2 separate regions of the Bos taurus genome follow, and region 1 is linked to region 2. Evidence: chromatin contacts called from public Hi-C data. All regions are on one chromosome and are shown on one strand. Each heading gives the region's core, a stretch centred on a gene start, on an enhancer-like site or on the middle of the called end of the contact. The rest is flanking DNA. Distances are from core to core; before and after follow the strand shown. Region 1 holds the start of BEND7 (BEN domain containing 7). Region 2 holds the start of SEPHS1 (selenophosphate synthetase 1).

Region 1 (5,917 bases), core at 418-2,917, 190 kb before region 2:
CCACCTAATGTAAGACCTCAGAAGGTATACCAGGCTCTGCTTCTGCCATTTGACGGGTTACCTGGTTCCTTGATTTCCTGGTGTGTATATGCTTATGCAGGTTGCCTCCAACTTATCTTTTTCTCTTTCCTGGGGCTTCCTTAGTATCTCCATGGTAAAGAATCTGCCTGCTAATACAGGAGACACGGCTTCGATCCCTGATACCGGAGGATCCCACGTGCTGCGGAGCAAATAAGTTTCACAACTACTGAGCCTGTGTTCTAAAGCCTGGGAACTGAAACTAAGGAGTCCTTGAGCCCTAGAGCCGGTGCTCCAGAACAAGAGAAGCCATTGCAAAGGGAAGCCTGAGCACCAAAACTAGAGAAAAACCTGCCCAGCAAGGAAGACCCAGTACTGCCAAAAATAAATAATACATTAAATTATAAAAAAAGAAAAAGAGTGAGTCCTGAGCCTCCTCATTTGAGTGAGACTGGCAGTGTTACCGCATTTATCAACATACCCTCCCCCCTTATTTCCTCTCCACTCTTTTGAGGTCACCTGAACTTGTCACAGTGCTGGTTCCGACGTCCATCTCTTTACTCTCTTTGTATTTGCGTCTAGAGATGCCCAGTTTGGTGGCGGTACTTTTCAGCTTATCAGATCACATTTCTGACCTGCCAGTCCCCGCTGGTATAGAATTCTCTTCCATCCCCACAATAAAGTTGTTGTGAAAAAGCAATGGAGTGTACTCTTAACTCCCTAGAAAAGAATACAATATAAAACTAACACAAGCTTTCCATTCCTGCCGATTTTTCTGGCTTTAGTACACCCAATGGCAGAGTCCTCTGCACCTGCCTTGGCCATGTCTTCCCTAAGAGTCAGAAGAGAGGTGGGGCACCCACTGACGTCGCATTGCTCACCCCATCCACCGTCTCCAAGCCCCACATTCGAAGTTCTCTCCTTGAACTTAACTCCCAATCTTCCTACATCCCTCCTCGCATTGGAGTAAAGAACTAAAGCTCACTCTTTTCCATACTCGGCTGATCAGTAAATTCTAAAATCTCTTTTCCTTGCAGAGTTCAGATGGGTAAGTTTTTGGGTTTTGGTTGATTTTTTTTCCCCCCTAAAACTTGCCTGAAACCAGTGTCTGGCCCTCCGACACCCTGAACCTCACGGCGAGAAGAGTGGGCTGGCCAGAAGGGTCGCCGACACCCAGAGTCGTTGAGAACAAGATCGGCCCCGGGAAGATACAGGCGAGCTCGGAGCCGGGAGCCAGGCCCCCCCTGGGCAGCCGCACCCCGACTCGCCGGCCCCCGAGACACCGGCGTCGGGATCCCAGCGCCTGGCAGGGACGGCGGTCCCCGGGGGCGGGTGGGCCGGCCGGGCCGAGGGCGCTGCGCCGCGGCCTCTGGCTCCTCCTCCGGGCGCTGCGCGGCCAGGCCGGTGGGTGGCGGCTGCCCGGGCCCCGGGGGATGGCGGCGGCCGCGCTCCGCCAGCAGGTGGCCCCGGGGTCCCGGCGGCGCCGCCTCCTCCCGGCGCCCCTCCTCCCGCGGGGGCGGTCAGCGCCCCGACCCGGCTCGCACCCTGCCGCCGCCGCCGCCGCCGCCGCCGCCCTCGGCCCTCCCGCCGCGTCCCCGGGGCCGCGCTCGCCGCCGCCGCCGCGTCCGGAGCTGTACCCAGGCCGGCCCGCGGCGAGCGCCCAGGGCGCCGGCAGCCCCGGCCCGCCCTCCCCGCCCCCAACTCGCTCCCCAACGGAAAGTTCGGCTCCGGCGGCGTCTAGCCCGGCAGCCGGGGATGAGCCGGGGTCGGGGGGCGAGCTGAGCGGCGGCCAGGAGGGGGCAACTTCGCCCGGGAGAGCGCCTCCCGCCCGGCCCCGCCGGCCGCAGCCCCCGGGCGGGCTCGAGTGGTTTTTCCCTTGCTTGTGCCTCCCCCCTGCGGATCCAAGAGACGGACCTTGGTCCCCGCGCTCCCGCTGCCGGGTGACAAGAGCCAGCGCCGCCGCCGCCGCCTCTGCCGCCGCTCCCTCTGTCCCTCCGCCCGGCCGCAGCCCCTGCCCTGCCCGCCCGCCGCACCATGGAGTTCTCGGAGAGGAAGCGGAGCAGGAAATCCCAGAGCTTCAAACTGGTGAACCGAGGTAAGCGGGGCCGGGCCGGGCCGGGCGGGGGGCGTGCGGGCGGCCGAGGGAGGACTTGGCCGCCGCGTAAACAGCCCCCGGCCCCCGGTGCGGCCAACTCCGAGGGCCGGGGCTCCTGGTACCCCCCCTCCCCCCGCCCCGGGTCCCCTCCCCGAGTCGGGCTTCGGCCGCACACACGCCGGGCGGCGAGGAAAGTTGTGCGGCTGCGGGTGAGGGGGGAGGCAGGATGTGATTCCGCGTAAACAAGTCGGAGGGCACATCAGGAAATTAGCAAACAATGACACTTGGAGAGCGGGGAGCCTTCTTTGGTATTCCTCTCCTGTGGTTTGGCGGCCGGGTGGGGGAGGACGCGTGTCCATCAGGCCGTGCGGACACCCACCCGGACCAGTGGTCGTGGTGGTTTGGGGTTGGTTTGCTTTTTTCCTCCCCTCCTGCAAAAAGGAGAAAAGGTGGTGGTGGCTGTTGTAAGACCGAGAAAGAAGCTCATTAGGTGTCCAAGCCCAGAGAAGAATTGATGACATGCAGCATCTTTCCCGAGTATGTTATTTGGGCAGGAAAGATGTTTTCGAATAGATCACGTAACAGTCAGATAAATATCATTAAAAAGAAAAAAACAAAAACAAAAAATCCAGCCGGTCCCTGACGATTTAACAGGTGTACACCGCGGTCTCTGGGCTTGGGTTTATTTTATGAGGGGAGAGGAAAGTTGAATAGTCTTGCCTGTGTTCGGTGACTTGTTAAAGAGTCTTTATTTTTCCTGATTTGACTTTTCAAAAAACGATAAGAATGTAAGGGCAGACAAAAAATTATGCCTATCAAAATGCATTGTGTCACTTTAAATTAGAGGCAGGTGACTTTTTCTCCCCGTCATGTCACAAGTCCCAATATTGAGTTTAGAATAATCCTGTTTAAGTGTCGTCTTTAAGTCAGCTTGAAGTCAAAACCAAACCAGAGAACCTGTCCACTTTGTTCCTCTGTTGTAGTATCTAGCATTGGCATCAGACTAGAGAGCAAGGCGATTGTTTTACCAACCTGGAGAAGTCACATGTAAGCTGATGAAAATTAGAGGGCGATTGCAATTTCCAGCTAAGCTAACTATGGTGTAGATTCAATAAAGCCTGCTTTCGGTTAGTCTGAAACTGATTTTGATTATAGACATTTTGAAGATCTACTCCTATCTGTTAACTCCGATTTAGTTTGGATACTGTTTGATGAAAAAAGCCTGGCGTAGTTGTACATATTCAAAATATTTGGCTTTGCTTTTTACCCTGTACAGTTTTTTTATCCCCAGCAGGGTTGATTTCTCAGTCATTTGTACTTTAAAAGCACCTCCATTTATGACTGGCCTGTTGGTCTGTCTGATTCATTTTGGAATCTAGGTGGCTTTCTTATTTATGACCTCAGGGAACTTACTTTGTTGTTCAGTTGCTCAGTCGCGTCCAACTCTGTGACCCCATGGACTGCAGCATGCCGGACTTCCCCGTCCTTCCCTATCTCCCGGAGTTTGCTCAAACTCATGGAACTTACTACTTTATCTTAAAAGTGAGATACGTTTTGTAAACCTTGTTCTGGGAGGGCTAAGGCCCCCAAAAGGGAATCACTGTTAAGAAGGATTGTCTAGTTTCTTACTTAAGCAATCCTACTTTTTGGAAACAGTTGCCAAAGTGCAGTAGCCTCTTTAGAGAAGCTTGTAAAATACTGTATTTTAAAGTCTGACTGACATAGCAAGTCTGTCTTTTTCCTTTTTTAAAAAAAAAAATTACGGGTCTGATTTTTCTCTCTGCTCTGCAGGTGCATTTTTAGAACTTAAACGATTGTATGTTGAAGTGTGGTAGCCGAATGCAAGACCCGCTTACTTATTCCAAATTATACTATATTTGAAATAACAAATCAGTATTTTTCATGTGTGCTTGCCTGCAAGCTGCTCAAAGGCTAGGATTTCTCTGGATAAACTAAGAGTACCAGGTAACTCTGAAGCGTACTATCATCTACTCATGCAAATGGGTTGTGGAGATAAATTTGGAATCTTCTCCTGGCCTATGATTGGGCAAGGTTTTTTCTTTTCCTTATAAAAATACTTGTCATTTGGAAGAAAAGAAGCCTGGTATGTAATTGGCATTTGTGGACCAAATTTCCTGTGAAAACTGTGTGATCAAGCAGAGCTGTTTTCTAAAGTCAAAATAATAGTTTCAAGCTTGTGTACTTCTCCAGAGTAAGCAGAGCGGTAGGGATTACCAGGGACTGCAAATTCTGTGATGAACTGAGATCTCAAAAAATTATGAAGTGTAGCTTACACATAATGTATATAATGAGATTCTCGCCTTTCTTGCTTATTCATATCTTGCAGGTCATTAGAATTCTAATTTTTGGCTGTTTTCTCACCCCAGATTATCACCATGAGGTCTATAAGATCTCAGACTTCAGCAGCGATGTTAATGGGGAGGCCAAAGAGACACAACCCATTTTTTTAGGTAGGTTCTTATGTCAATTAATTTCTCAGCAAAACAGTGTGGCCATTTGCAATTAGGGGGAAGGGGGGAAAAGAAAAGATTGTGCCAGAATGGGAAATGTCTGCCACCGCTTAATGTATGACATTCTTTTCAAGACCTTTTATTTTACAGATTGCCAATAGATCCCTTATTAACATGGCTAAGAGTTGTAATTTCAGACATAAATGTTTATTAGTGTCTACACACAGTGCTAATTATCACTCACTCCCGGAGCCAGAAGCTGACCGTGCAGTTTTGTGGCTCTGTGTTCACCCCATTTACATCGCATATTCGCTGGCATGCTTCATTGGCAATAGTTTGTGTAATTGGGGTATTACATCTTTGACATCTGGATAACAGAAATTCAATTTCCAGAAAGCTGCTATTTGTTTGGTTTTTGCTTCCTCCTTGGGTGGGGTAGAGGATTAATATGCTGTCTGATGATAATGTCCCTTCACCACTGTGGCCTGGTTGCTAATCCTGCCATGACAAAATTAAATTAACTCTCCAGCCAAAAAGCAGAAGGAAAAGGAAAGTGTGATGGTCCGTCGAACCATCTCTAGGTAGGACTGGTGATCACGGAGCCACTCCTCGTTCATCCGCCCAGCTCTATGCTCACTTCACACCATGTCAGAGAGGGGAGGCCAGTCTCTGCTCTCACCACCGTCCTTCCTGACCCACCCCAGGGCCAAGTGGAGCAAAGCAGCACCTTGAGGCCATCCGACAAGAGTCACTTCGTGATGGATGAGTAGGTTCCCTAAAATGATGCCGCTCTGTCCACGTGTGGTTTTTAGTACAGAAACTGTACCCAAGGGGCCTTGCCCATCCATGCAGTTTGTTACTTGTGGACCATAAGCCAAAACGGCTTCCCCAGTAGCTCAGCGGGTAAAGAATCCATCTTCAATGCAGGAGACACAAGAGGACAAGTTTGATCCCTGGGTCGGGAAGATCCCCTGGAGAAAGAAATGGCAACCCACTCCAGTATTTTTGCCTGAAAATTCCCATGGACAGAGGAACCAAAAATGAAACAAATTAGGATTTTGCCACTAAGGATGAAGTACCTGTGAGGTCGGAGTGGAGGACAAATCATGGCCCTGGGTCTCCACTGTACCCTTCCCCAACACCTCCTAGAGCCTGGGTGGCAGTGTGAGAGCTGGGTGCCCCATGAGGAAGCAGAAGTGGGAGACAGTCCTGGCAAGAGCCATTGAAAGCAAGGGCCGGAATGGCCATGTCTCTGGGGAGAGTTGATAGGTCATTTAAAAAAAAAATTTTTTTTAATTGGAAGATAATTGCTTTATAGTATTTTATTAATTTC
Region 2 (5,241 bases), core at 584-3,083:
AACCTGAACTCACCTCAAACTTGTTTGCATGCTAATAGTTTCGTTTCAACTAGTAGCCTCACTATTTACTCTGTTCCCCTCAAACCAGAAATCTGGGGGTCATCTTACACTTCTTCTGATAACACACTAAATCATCTGAAATTCTTTCCCAGGTCCGAATTCCTGCAGCTTTGGGTCAGGTGCCCTCGACTCTACGACTGACTTGCATAATTCCCTCTTCACCGTAGATGTGGCCCTGTCTTCCCTTCTGGCAGAGAGAGGATGTCCTCCCAAATGTGGTACAGCCTTCTTCTACAAGCTAAGCTTGTAAAAACCAAATCTGCCAAACTCTGCTGACTACGGCAGAAACACCAAACTCAGCATGAGACATGAATCTTCAGAGAGGGTCCTACTCACCTCTCTTGAGTAAGCCACCTTACCCTTAATCTCCCAAGATCTTTTTTTTTCAGTTGTGACTTTTTTTTTTTTGCTAAAAAGTAAACACACAATACCAAAAGGCCTCGGACAACTCACAAAATCGATTTTAAAAGGGCGGAGATAAGAGGAATTAAGCGACATTCATCCCCCTTTCCAGATTCTGGACATCTGGAGTGCTGCCTGGGGAGTGCCTGCACGTGGGTTACCCCAGGCGATTCAGAGGCAAATCTAGGTTTGTCAACCAGTAGGTTATGTCACTCTGACAAAACTCCAACACATCACATTAAAGAATCTAGGCTACTGTGTTCTTTCCTAACTTCCCGAAACGCTACGGAGAAAAGACCGCGAGGAGCCTGCAACAGCCCAGTCTCCTAGACTGCACCCAGATCAAAACCCTGGGGAACTGCCAAGCAGAAATTTTAAGAATGAAATAGGCATCTGCGTAGCCTACAAACCTGACAACAGAACCTACAGCAGTTAAAAAAACTGGTTAAAAAAACAAAAAACACTCCTGCTCCGAAATATATTTGGAAAATGCTGAACCACTCTAGAAAAGATTGGTCAGTTTCCAACTTCTCGGTTTCAAGGGAAGCACGAAAAGGCGTCGTAGGAAAGCATTTTACTTTATTGGCTTCAGCAACGTATTAGAAAGTTGAAAATCTGAAAAAAGTAATCTCAGAAGGTGAATCTCTCCCTTGGGTGTTCATTCAAACACATGCGGTACTAGGCTGCCATGTTGACTTGGACCTGTGGAGAGCAAACAATGTAACTGAGGAACCTTAATCTCTGACTTCCTACCAAACGCATGAAACGTTCAAGAAACTTCGCAGGACGTGTGCGTGTTCACCAAGGCTCGTGTGATCTCCCGAGCCAGGCTGAACAATAGAAGGGAGAGTCGTTATTAATCAAACGCGCCGTCTGTGTTTCTAAGTCTTTCGTCGCGGCAGAGGGGGCATTCCCTCTGCTCTCACCCGACTTTCAAATTGTCTCCGTGCTCATTGTCTGCCGGTAGGAACGACGGCAGCGCTCGGGGAGCAGGTACAGCGTCCCGCAGAACGCAGCACGGTTGAACCCCGCCAGGTTTTGGGAAACATTCCCGGCCCTTCCAGCGGGTCAAGGAAAAGGAGGTGGCCCGGGCGCCAAAGGCTGCTGCCAATGCAACTCGCAACTTTTGAAATCAATCCTTTTTGCATCGTGCAACGGATGCCACCGCTCCTCGGGCTTGCAACCCCCCACCCCTCCCCCGAGACCAATCATTGCCGCGCTCGGGCCTGCACATCGCCCCCGCCCCCTTTCCCGGGCCGCACGCAGCCACCGAGCCGCTCCGGCCGCGGCCCGCCGCCTCTTAAAGGGAGGGAGCCGGCCCTTAAAGGCCCCTCGCGCGCGGCGCACGGCGGAGCGCGGCGGCCCTGGTTCCCGGCAGGGGCCCGCCGAGGCAGGCCGAGCCCCCGCGGCGCCCAGGCGCGGGCCGGGGCCCTCCCGCCCTCCGCGCCGCCGCCGGGAGAGGCCTTTTTATTCAGGCGACGCTTAAGGGAGCCCGGCCGCGCCCGGTGCATTGTGGGAGCGGCGGAGTCCCGTTCGCGGGAGGAGGCGGAGGGCGCAAAGCGAACCGGTAAGCGCCTGGCTCGGGGAGGGGGGGCGAGACACCAGGCTTAAAGGGGAATATTCGTCCGCAGGCCCAGGGCGGCCGTGCGGATCCCCCCGCGGGCCGCCCGGGCGCGCCGGGAGCCGTGCACGACCGGCGCTCTGCAGCGCTGCCTGGAGAGGGGCCGAGCCAGGGCTTGGTGGGGCCGCTTTAAAAAAGAAGCACCGCCCGCGCCGCCGCCGCCGCCGCCGCCGCGGCCGCCGCGCGGGGCCGGGGAAGGAGGGAGGGAGGAGAGGGCGGGGGAGGAGTGGAGGGGGAGGGCGGCGGCGGCGACGCAGGGGTTAATTTTTTCGCCCGCCGACATTTTTTGTGCGGCGGCGGCCCGCGCGCGCGGCGAGAGAGCCCAGCCCGGTCCCCGGGGCGCGGCGCCTTCAGGCCCTCCCCGCCTCCCCCCCGCCCGCGCGCGCCCTCTCTTCGGCCCCGCGGGCGCCTCCTGACGCCTGGCGCCCCGGCCTGGCCGGCCCGCGAACCCGAAGACCCATCGCGGCTAGTGGGGCCGTGCGGGCCTCGCGCCCTCCCCGCGGCCTGGGCCGCGCGGTTCCCGCTGCCGCCGGGACAGAGAGCGGGCGGGCGGGCATGGCCCCGTCGGCTGCCCCGCTCCGCCTCCTCCTGGCCGCGCCGCACAAAGAATCCGGGCCCGGGTGGCCTTTAAAGGCGGCAGCCAGGGATTTAAGGTGTCCCCGAGCGCTGCCCTCCGCCGCCCCGACGTGTGCTTCCCGCTGGGCACGCGCCCCTTGCGCCCAAGTCGCCGCGTCCTCCCCGTTGTTTGTTTCCTGGGCTTGGGAACCTTGGGGGAGGTAGGTACCGGGCCGGGGCTGCCCTCTTAACTGCCCCCACTCACCGCGCTCCCCCGGCTCTGCGGCCAGCTTGGCGCCCTCGTTTGAAAAAATTAAAACGTGGCTGGGAAAAAAAGGGTTAACCGTTGCTTTAAATATTCATGTCATTGTTTTAAAGGTGTAAACAGGCGGCTTTGGGGTTCTAGTGGACTGCATATTATGCAACCCACCCCCCGCCCCGCCATTAATTTCACCTTTCTTCAGGGCCCCCCCCCCATCTCCAAAAAAAGCAAGATTTTTTTTTTTTTGGATTGAGATTTGTGTGATCTACGTCCCTCATTCTATTTGGAAATTTGAAACTCCTGAGTGCCTTCTGGGCTTAAGGTGTTTTAAACTTTTTGCCGTTAAAAATCTTGGAAGATTTAAAAGGAAGCTAGTCTCCTGAGTTCCAGATTCCCCTCCCCGCCTTTATTTTTGGATAGGGATTGGAGGTAGGAAAATAACTGGATGCCTCGTGAGTTGGATTTTTTTCTGACCCTGGTAGGAGTGAGGCGGTGTTAAGTGTGAGGCATTTGGTGAGGAAAGGACTGTTGTTTTTGTTGCAAACCCTTCCAAGTCAAAGTGCTGTTGGACTTTCCCAGCTGTAAAATGGCTTCAGAATTCCCATGTCTGTAACTTGATTAGCCTCGCGCCCTCCTTTTGCACAGGTGTTTTCTTGGACTGTCGGAAGGTTCACTGCTTTACAGTTGTAGGTTTCAAACCAAAATCATTGCTCACCCCAAACATGGTTTTGTAAAGACAGTTTGGATGACTGCCTGAACTCAGGCTTTGTGAGATTTATTTTAAATGAGTGATGTGCTTCCCAAGGGATCGAAAACTCTATAAATGGGAATTATGTTCTTAAACATGAATTTTATAGGGGAAACTGACCTTAAAACTTGGGGTGTCTGTTATTCTGTGCCCAATAAAGCATCAGTCTGGAAGTTTATAAACCCCGGGAGCGCAGGAAAGGTTTTCATTTAGCCCCAAGGCTTCAAACTTAGAAAGATTTGTTCCAGAAACTTCCAGTGGTAACCCAAACTATAAATGCTAGTGATTTAGTACAGTTTATCACTATAGATCTGCAATGAAACAGTAAGGAGTAGTAGTATACTTTGTCAATGATGTGTGTTTACTAGTTAGTTGGGCAGCATTTGCTTTCTAGGAAATAGCACTGAATTAAAACATCAGAGAACTAACTTTCCACTGCTCTGTTGTAGAAAATGAACCTTGCTGTGTTAAAACAGCCATTCCAGGTTTCAAATTGTGTTCTTTAGACAGGCTTCCTATAGTTTTGGATCATTTTGTGTACTTCTGACTTGGAATCAAAATCTATTTTTCTAAAATCGAATTTAGCATCATAAAGAATTTCATCAAATCCATATCCATCAACTTCCATTTCACCAAAAATGCCTGTTAGGTATTTTATTTTTCTTTTAGATAGCAAAAGGTCTTCCTGAAAAGTCACGTTAGCCAGGGCATCTCATTTCTAAACCATAGTACTTCCTGGTTGATAGGTGAAGTGACTCGTTTTCCTGTAATGCCATCAGCTAGAAGAACGTTTGGGACTTTTTGCTCAAGATGGCACTGTGTCCTGTAAGCCAGCTGGCCCATAGTTCTGTCTTCTTGGTGCCCCTCGCAGCCACAATTATAACAACACAGATGCAGAACATGTCTCTAATGGTACAGTCACTTTTTAAGACTTACCTGGCTTGTACATCACTGTGTCAAACCATTCTGGTCCCAGATGGCTGTTTTCCTATCGTCTTGGTGATTTCAGCCCATTCCATGTTTACTTTTCACTGTCATATATTCACTTGATTCTTGCCAAGTACTGGTGAGAACTCAATGGTGTCTTTGTGTTTTGGTGCTACCCAGGTGGATCTATAAAGAAACCAGCTGCGTAGGAGAAGGAGGGGAGGAGCCCGGCCGTGAGGTGTGTGGGCCCAAGAACCATGTCTGCACGGGAGTCCTTTAACCCGGAAAGTTATGAATTGGACAAGAGTTTCCGGTTAACCAGATTCACTGAACTGAAGGGCACTGGCTGCAAAGTGCCCCAAGATGTCCTGCAGAAATTGCTGGAGTCCTTACAGGAGAACCACTTCCAAGAAGATGAGCAGTTTCTTGGAGCAGTTATGCCAAGACTTGGTATGTGAACCACTGTTTTCTTTCATATTTCCCGAGTAGAGCATCTTGGATGCATTATTAGTGAGTCAAAAACCGGAGTTCTCTTTTCCCATGTTGCCTTTAAAAAAAAAAAAAAATTCTGCAAGAAGGATTCAGAGCAAAGCAGTGGTAACTTACCTTATAACTTATTTGGAGGAACTACGTGAAAAGCATCAAGAAATGTGCTCTAACCATTTT

What was found. A called contact is a pair of places that touch in the nucleus more often than the background predicts.
Region 1: a Hi-C map of liver shows a contact between it and region 2, with 2.0 times the contacts expected there. The contact joins the promoter of BEND7 here to the promoter of SEPHS1 in region 2. A contact is called at or near these places in 4 of 11 Hi-C or Micro-C datasets (liver, skeletal muscle and skin fibroblasts).

What each region holds. Positions count from the first base shown.
Region 1 is chr13:28,224,256-28,230,172 of ARS-UCD2.0, reverse strand. It overlaps BEND7 (BEN domain containing 7), which reads left to right and starts at 1,667. Exons shown (of 9, transcript NM_001369852.1): 1 at 1,667-2,113; 2 at 4,501-4,584. The coding sequence starts at 2,053.
Region 2 is chr13:28,030,935-28,036,175 of ARS-UCD2.0, reverse strand. SEPHS1 (selenophosphate synthetase 1) reads left to right here and starts at 1,833. Exons shown (of 9, transcript NM_001075316.1): 1 at 1,833-2,029; 2 at 4,756-5,025. The coding sequence starts at 4,833.